Regions from separate parts of the Capsicum annuum genome. Here region 2 is linked to region 1. Evidence: chromatin contacts called from public Hi-C data. All regions are on one chromosome and are shown on one strand. Each heading gives the region's core, a stretch centred on a gene start, on an enhancer-like site or on the middle of the called end of the contact. The rest is flanking DNA. Distances are from core to core; before and after follow the strand shown.

Region 1 (4,733 bases), core at 2,080-4,579:
GGTTGGGTTTTACTCCAGCAGCGTGGTTTTGATTCCCGCTCAACACTGTATTTTCAGTTTTTTAGATTGATTTTTATCACTATACTATCTGTTGTCTCTTAAAAAAAAAACATATCGTGGCTATGAATAATGGAACCCTTAACCTCTTCTTACAAAGTACTTGACAATACCAACTAGGCAGACCTTCATCTAATACCAACATTTGTTGATATATATAATTATAGTTTATTCTTTGAATATTGACTCCACTATCCTAAAATATCGTACGAAGTATACGTTATTGTTCAAAACAAGGGGCACCCGGAACTTTTGAATCCTGGATCCGCCTCTGATTAGTCTCGTAGTTTCTTATCCGATCCTACGATTTTTTTACCTTCCGTAGTTATATGTGGTTCGATTATTGTATTATTATATATTTTATCATATTTTTTTAAATATTATTATTGTTGCTTGTTTTTTTGAATACTATATATAACCTATTATTTGCTATATATGTCTTCTTTGCTTTTGTAGTTTTCTTTTTTCAAATTATTTGCTATGCATTATTTGAGTAGAGGTCTTTCAGAAACAACCTCTATTTTCACAAGGTAGGGTAAAGATATGCGTAAACTCTATCCTTCCTAGATTTCACCTATAGAATTACATTGAATATGTTATCGGTGTTGTATTGCATTTGTTGTTATTTTATGAAAAGATAGTACAACAATACTAAAGATTAATTTTTTGGGCAGGAAATTAGTAGCCAAGGAAAAGATGAAGTTGAAGAGTTGAAAGAAAAGTGAGGCAAATATTAGTGGAAACTTCTGATAATAGTATACAAAAACTTGTCTTGATTGACACAATCCAACGATTGGGAGTGGGATATCATTTCGAAAATGAGATCAAAATATCTATTCAGAACATTTTTTATGAGTCCGAACAGAATAGAAATGAAGATGATGACGACGATCTTTACTTTGTTGCTCTTTGTTTTAGACTAGTGAGACAACAAAGGCATTACATGTCTTCTGGTATCGCTTCTCTTCTCTATTTATACTATGCAATATTAATGTTATTCTGCTCAAATGTAAAATTATTGCCGAGGTGAATTTAGAATTTAATCTTTATGAATTCAAAAGTTTTACTAAACTGAAAATATAATATTTATATCACTTAGTTGAGACTTAATCCCATATCCGCATTCCCTTTTTTCAAATGTTGACATGTTCTTTTAAGCTGAGAGTCTTTCACAAACAGAGATAAAGGTAAGGTCTGTATACACTCTATCGTCCTTAAATTTGACTTGTGAGATTATATTGGATATATTGTTGTTATTGTTAGATGTGGCTTTGTTAAAACTCAAAACTAAAAAAGAACATATAGTCAAGTTAAATTAGCTTAGAGGTAATTCAATTACAAATGAAAGAGTAAACACATTTTCATTCCCACTTATAGTTAGATGGGTAGAGTTGTCAAAATGGGCTTGGCCTGTGAGGCCGGATCAATTTAATTCTTTAATTAAGTGAGGTTGGGTTAAGTTTTTTCAGCCTATTTAGAAATGAGGCTTATAAAGCCAGCCTCACTTGGCCTATCGGCCTCAGAGGCGTAACCCGTCGGCCTCAGAGACCAGCCCATGGGCTGGGACATTAAGAATAATTATTAAACATTTCTAAGTTGGTCATTGTTTTCATTAGGAATTAGAATTTTGTCAATCTTTACTAACTAGCTACTTATTTTTTCTATCCATTCTTTGGTTGATACTAATTTTTTGAAACTTCTTAGTGTGTTTTTGAAATGACTCGTAAGCTGCTTTTAGTTGTAAAATTCAAAAAGTTGTTTTTACTCGCGATGCTTTAGTAGTTGTTGCATTTGCTTAATGCAATATTCTGTTCTTTAAATTTAGGCTCTTTTTGTTATAGTCTTATAACTTTTATGTAGATACTTTGTGTATATTTGTATTTATTATCTTGACCATATTAGAATTTTTCTACGATATTTGTAGCAAATCATCATTTATTTGCTTATTACAGTAAATGCCATGAACTAATTACAACTACGGGATCGTTTGGTGTGAGGTATAAGGGATAAATAGTCCGGGATAAAATGAAGGACTATTTTATCCCATGTTTGGTGTGAGGTATTAGTTAGTATTAAAATTATTTATCACACCATTTACACCATAGTGATGAGATAAATTATCCGTATACATGGTGGAATAACTAATCTCGAGATTAATTATCCCCAGATAACTCTTTCCCAACCTAATAACCCTTAAAGGTAATAGTAAGATGCGTATAACATGCTAAAAACTAGTAGGAGACATTTTAAAGTGAAATCATAAAAGTTGGTGATAGTCTAGTACTTACAATATTTTCGTTTATCATATTTGAGGTTGCTTTTATTTTTATGAAGGGCAAACCCGTTTCGACCTGCAGCCCGCTTAGGACTGGGTTGAACTGCTATTTTAAAGGTCCTTTATTTAAAAGGCTAGCCCGTCCTAGCCTATTTAATTCTCTAGCCCGCTAGAGTTTGGTTGGGTTGGGCCAGCACATTTTGACAGCTCTATAGATACGTAATTACAGACAACAAAATTTAATTTGTGAATACTCTTAATTAGAAATCCATTGGAAAAATAACTATCCAGACGAGTATTAATTGCTTGTACCTATGTCATCTTATCTTCATTTCCACTTATAGTTAAATGTGTAATTATGCACAGTAAAATTTAATTTATGAATACTCCTAACTAGAAATCAATTGAAAAAATAATTATTCAGACGATACGCATGTCATCTTTTGTAAAGTTATAACTATTTTTTTATGAAGAAGATGTGCATAGATTAAAAGGACTAAACAGAGTTCATGAACCTAATCTAGCTCAGTTACAAAAACAGGTCATGCCCAATAGAAGCTACAGTTGAAGGTACGTCCCTACAATAACAAGTTCCTATCTTATCCGTCCAAATATCATGGCCTACAAAAAGTGAAAGGGGGGGGGGGGGGGGGACATCCAAAAATATATAATTTGCAAATTGATTCTGCTTTACTCTTTCTTTTGCCAAAGCATCCACAACCCGATTTTGCTATTTATAGCTGTGACGAACCTCCCATTCTTTTTATCAAGGATCTGCAAGCATCAAGGATAGGGTTACATAATAAATGACTGTGCTGCAACATAAGGATAATCAGCTGGGAATCAATGGTAATTTCAATTGAAAAAGATGGTGTTCTATAGCAACAACAAAACCTTTATGTAAAGCTAAGAGTTCCATATGGATATTAATAGTGTAATGGAAGCTTTGGAAGAAACCCCAGATCCAATGAGTCTCTAATGACTCCCCCAATAATACATTTTCCAGGATTTCCATGGCAAGCTCCATTAGTATTGAGCTTGAAGTGATTATTAGAAGGAGGGGTCCAGCTAACAAGGATGGAAAGACGAGGGGCAGGGTGCTCAAGTGGAAGAACTCTATAGCCTTAGAATAGGCATTGTTAATACTGGGATGACAATTGAGATTATTATAGAGATTATTGTTCCTGTTCTTTCAGATTTACCAGAGGTAGAAGGGGAGAAGGACGGACCAGGAATCAAATTGTCGAAAGAGAAATAGAGGAGGTATTTTTGGTGTTGTCCCAATGAGAAGGGGAAAAGTGCTAAGTAGTGATGGTGAGGCTACCCATATAATAATTAATGAGATCAGTCCAAAAGGAAGTAGCACAGTTACAATAAAAAAAGATATGAGGGATATCCTCGGAGGGGTGGTTGCAAGTTAGGCAGGGGGGTTAATATTTACGCCCCTATGAGCCAAAATGGCTCTTGTAGAAAGACTTTTGTAGTGCATCAGTCATAGAAAGAATTGTAACTTGTTAGGGATACGAGTGTGTTAGATCCAATTCCAAGAAGAGGTGGAGGGGATCGGAGTTAGACTCTCTCCTGCTTAAGTGAAAACAAGCACTCTTGCAGAAAAAAGTATCCTTGTCAATCAAAATCCAAAAAGGAGAGTTAGTTTTCAGCTTAGGATTAGGAAGAAGATATGCTTGGTAGCTAGGGAATTTGAAATGGGAGGAAACTAAGATTTCATTTCCCATTGTTCCAAATATGAAATAAAGAGGAGGGAGGGCAGGAATTTAGAAGAGGGCCCTAGATAAGCTGGCAAAGGGTGTCAATTAGGAATCCATCTGTCCCTTCAAGTATCCACCTTATTACTATTATAAATACCCCACTGAATATCATTCCTACATAAGGTCCAACTTCTAGAGATATTCCTCGAAATTCTAAAGACATAGGGAGTGGGATTATCCAAATTGTTTCTGTACTTATTAGTAAGGACAATAGCCCAAAGTGAGGAGGGAGTGGAATGGATCCTCCAAGCCAAGCTACAAAGAAGAGTGTCATTCTTAATACTAGCCTTCTGCATACCTAACTCACCATCTCTCTTTGTCTTAGTTATGGTGTCCTATCTGCATTTTCTTCTAAGAATTAGTGGTCCCCCATGTGAAGTTCCTCTGAATTCTATTAGTAAGCTTAAAACTTCTCCCAGGAAAGAAGTTATACTGCTTCACATGATTAGCATCCCACTTAGAGAGGTTTTAGCTAAGATAGTTCTGCCAGTCATGTTAAGAAAATTGATTTTCCACCCCACTAGTTCACTACTCATATTCTCCATGATAAATTGAAAGTCATTAGCCCTAGGAGTGAATTGGAACATAGGAAATCTCAAGTATTTCCAAAGCTGGAATTGGGTTTAGTGCCT
Region 2 (4,352 bases), core at 1,387-3,886, 75 kb after region 1:
TACACACAATTAAGTTGAGTCTAAACTCTAATTAAACTGTAACCTACCTCACTCGAAGAATCCGAATATCACTAGTCCACAAGTGTCTTATCCTTCCTTAAATTTTCAAAACGTTCCAAATCTGTTCAAACATATAATCCTTTTAAGAATACGAATTTAATAACACCCATTTATAAATTTTAACTCTAAAAATCCTAGGACTAAACCTTAATTTTATTGAGAAGTATAATAATTAATTTGATACGATAAACCATCACTTTTAAAACTAACAACAAAACACCAACGCCACTTTGATATTTGTGAAAAACTAAGAAAACAGCGAACAGTGGCCTGTGCCACTTTTGAATTCATGAAAAATCACTCCCTCCGTTCGGATCCTCTTTCCCTGACTTTCTCTTATTATGAGCCCGTTTGAATAAACTGAAAAAAACAAAAAAAAAATTTAAAAGTGCTCTTAAAATTGCTGAACTTATTTTAAAAATAAGCAGTTAAATGTTTGAATTAAAGTGCTGAAATTGAAAAAAAATTATTGATGTGTTTGGTAAATAATGACTATAAACACTTTTTTTTGTTAAAATGACTGACGTACCCTTATAACTGTTAATAATATAAAGAGTTGATTATTATTAATTTTTATTGCTAAAATGATTTAAATTAAAATTAATATATATTCTAATATATATATATATATATATATATATATATATATATATATATTACAAAAATATTTTCACGAATGACTATTAATTTATACGCTAAAAAGTTTTTTTTTGAAGAGTTTAAAAATGTTGAATATTTGTGTTTGAAAAATATAATTATATATTGAAAGATTATTTATTTCTTCATGGTTACGTTAAAATTTCGTATAAACAAGGTGTTTTTTTAATCAAAGTGGGGCTAATTAGCACATTTATTTCAATTAAGGTGGAATTGGAATAAGGTATAATTGCTAGGGGCAAAAAGATAATTTATTTGGTCAACTAAAATAAATTATAAGTTGTTAAAAAAAAAACTGGTTAGTGGGTGCTTCTATATTTTGGCTTAAAAAAAGCCAAATTCAATTTATTTTAAGCATTTAAAATTTTTACCAAACATATTTTTAAGCCAAAAAGTGCTTATAAGTTGGTCAATGCAAAACACCCACTATATTGCTATGTAAATGGTAAACTCTATTTATTTAAAATTATTCTTATATTGATCACTCAAGTAAATAAATTATTATTTTGATCTATTAAATTAATTATTTAAAATATTCAAAACTTTTAATATATCCTTACAAAAATCGGTACTACTCATCTCGTGTGTCATAATCCACATACACAAACTATGGAGAGCGCTAAAATAGCGAAGATGAGAAAATTTCACAAACAACCGAGAGGATCGTTACAATTGAACCCCCTTACTTGAAATCTTGACTCCGCCTCTAGATTTTCTTGAACTTGTTTTTTTTTTTTTTTCTGCTTTCGTCCTATATATATGAGACCACTTTATCATACCAAGTGTACTGTGTATACCATGTTCATGTGATTATTAAAGAGGATATATATATACAAGTCTATTAACGTGGTATCAAAGAGTATCAGTTGGGTATAGAGACTGCACGTACTTGCATAGAATTTTCTTTCTCCTTTTTTAAAAGTATATCAATATAGTATAAAAATGTATCATGTGGTATAAAAGTGTATCAATTAAGTATAGAGACTGCATGTGCCCAATTGAGCCAAATGACTAAAAAAAGAAATTAATTTAGCTAGATGGTTATAACTTATCCACCTTTTCAAATGTGGGCCATTTTTTTTTTAAAATGGCCAACTAATATCCTTTCCCCTATATAAATTGTATCTAAATTACATGGGCCAAAATGATCTAAATTGAGAAAGACTAGGAAATGACTATTATGTGGCATTAATATACCCCGACAGGACATTTCATGTCCATAGAACCAAACTTGTTTTTTCTTTTTCTTTTTTAAAAAGAGCTATATCATGTTTTTTTCCCAATTTTCAATCTCTTCCTCGTGTACTCTTCAGATGTGAAAGCCCAATTAATGGAGGTATATAACATGGACTTGCACATACATTTACATATTTCAATAATAGTCTTCTCACTTATTTCGGCATGACTCGAATACTCAATCTATCGATCATTGACGGAACTGATTAACCACTTGAGTAAGCCTTAACTCTTCGATCAAGTTTATTTGTTACATTTTTTTGTCTTTCTTTTATTCCTCTGTTGAAGCTCTCATCTTTTTACTTTCGTGGTGACTCAAAATTCACAAAATAAAAAAGAGCAGTTTGGCGCACTAAAACCTAGGATTCGGGAAAGGACCCTACCACAAAAATGTATTGTACGCAATCTTATATTGTATTTCTATCAGAGTTAAAAATAAAAGGTGCTTATTACTTACCATCCAAGCAACAATCTCTTCTTTAAAGTGATGGGAAAGAGAAAATAGGAAAGAGATTATAACATGGAGAATCGAACCTTACCACCAAGTGAGAGTAAAGGTAACTAGTTAATCAATCGAGCTACTAGGATTCTCTTCTCCTCCATCTCTTGTCTCGCGTTTTTCTTAACAGAGTTACTTAGATTATTATTTAAAGCTAAGTTGAATTATGTTAATTTAATAGTTTAGATTTAAAATTTTAAATATTTAAAAACTATAACAAAAAATACTACTCTATATACTGCAAGTCTTTTATGTAAATCAAAGTTCAATTCAGTTCTGGTTCTCAGTTTCATGTTCCTCTCCAACATAACTCCCACGTCTCCCTTCTTGTCTTGGCAAAACCAAACCACATTATTCCAGAACAAACTTGAACCCCCACCCCCTCACCCCACCACCCCACCCCACCCCACATCTCCATTCTTCCTTATTTATACACACCACCACCCTAACACCCCGCACCCCACCCCTCACTATCAATGGCTTTCCACCTCTACCTTCTCCTCCTCCTCCTCTTCACTTCCCTTTCCTCCACCTCCTCAGATGATTCCACTGTCATGTCCAAACTCCTTGCATCTCTTTCTCCAACCCCTTCTGGTTGGTCAGCTTCTCAACCTTTCTGTTCTTGGAAAAATGTCAACTGTGACAAGTCTTCAGCTACTGTAACTTCCATTAATCTTGATTCTCAGTCTCTTTCTGGTTCTTTACCTTCAGAACTCTCCCAGCTTTCCAATCTTAAGTCCATTTCTCTTCAAAACAACAATCTTTTTGGCACTTTACCTTCTTTTTCCAACATGTCTAACTTAGCTGAACTTTTCTTGGACAATAACCAATTCACTTCTATACCTCAAGATTTCCTTTTGGGAGTTCCTAGTTTGGTTACTTTAAGTATTGGTCAAAATGGGAAACTTTCTCCTTGGCAAATTCCTATGTATTTGAAAGAAAGTGTAAATTTAGGATCTTTATATGCTAGTAATGCTAGTATTGTTGGTGTTATTCCTGATTTCTTTGATGCTTTTCCTAATTTGCAGAATTTAAGGTTGTCTTATAATAATCTTACTGGTGGTTTGCCTGTGTCTTTTGGTGGTTCTGAAATTGTGAATCTTTGGTTGAATAATCAAGTTAAAGGGTTATCAGGTAGTATTGATGTGATTGGAAGTATGACACAATTGTCTCAAGTTTGGTTACATGCTAATTCTTTTACTGGTAGTATTCCTGATTTGTCAAAATGTGAGAATATATTTGATTTGCAGTTAAGGGATAATCAGTTAACTGGTATTGTTCCTGTGTCTGTGATGTCTCTTCCTAAATTGTTGAATGTTACTTTGCAAAACAATAAGTTGCAAGGTGCATTGCCACAGTTTAGAGATGGGGTTGAGGTTAAACTTGGGAGTACTAATAGTTTTTGTAGGGATACTCCGGGACTGTGTGATCCACAGGTTACTGCACTTATTGATGTGGCTGGTGGTTTTGGTTATCCGTTGTCGTTGGCTGAGTCTTGGAAAGGGAATGATGCTTGTAAGAGTTGGAGTTATATAAGTTGTGATGCTTCAGGGAAGAATGTGGCTGTTGTTACTTTAGGTAAGAGGGGCTTTTCGGGTAGTATTTCGCCTGCTTTTGCGAATTTGACTTCTTTGAGGAGCTTGTTTTTGAATGACAATAATCTTACTGGTACGATTCCGGAGAAGTTGACAACTTTGCCTGATTTACAAGTTCTTGATGTGACTAATAACAATTTGTCTGGTCCTATACCGTTGTTTCCACCAAGTGTTAAATTTACTCATACTGGTAACTTATTGCTTGGGAAGAATATAACTACTGGTGGTGGTGATGGTAGTGGATCGGGAGGTTCTGGATCGAATCCCAGTAGGCCTGGTGAAAGTTCATCTGGAGGTTCGAAGAA

The links. Hi-C and Micro-C count contacts between places; a contact is called where the count stands out from the background.
Region 2: a contact with region 1 is called in a Hi-C map of bud, with 3 times the contacts expected there. The contact joins the promoter of LOC107864344 here to the enhancer-like site in region 1. A contact is called at or near these places in 2 of 5 Hi-C or Micro-C datasets (bud and leaf).

What each region holds. Positions count from the first base shown.
Region 1 is chr3:3,387,477-3,392,209 of UCD10Xv1.1, forward strand. It overlaps the pseudogene LOC107865633. Among protein-coding and RNA genes, the nearest start is that of LOC107864346, 21 kb to the left of the region's middle. Within about 2 kb of position 3,330, at least 4 of the 5 cell types and tissues checked have an H3K27ac peak or open chromatin away from gene starts, as enhancers often do. A contact at or near this core is called in bud and leaf, where this site is marked.
Region 2 is chr3:3,463,493-3,467,844 of UCD10Xv1.1, forward strand. It overlaps LOC107864344 (receptor-like kinase TMK4), which reads left to right and starts at 2,637. Exons shown (of 2, transcript XM_016710694.2): 1 at 2,637-4,352. The coding sequence starts at 2,929.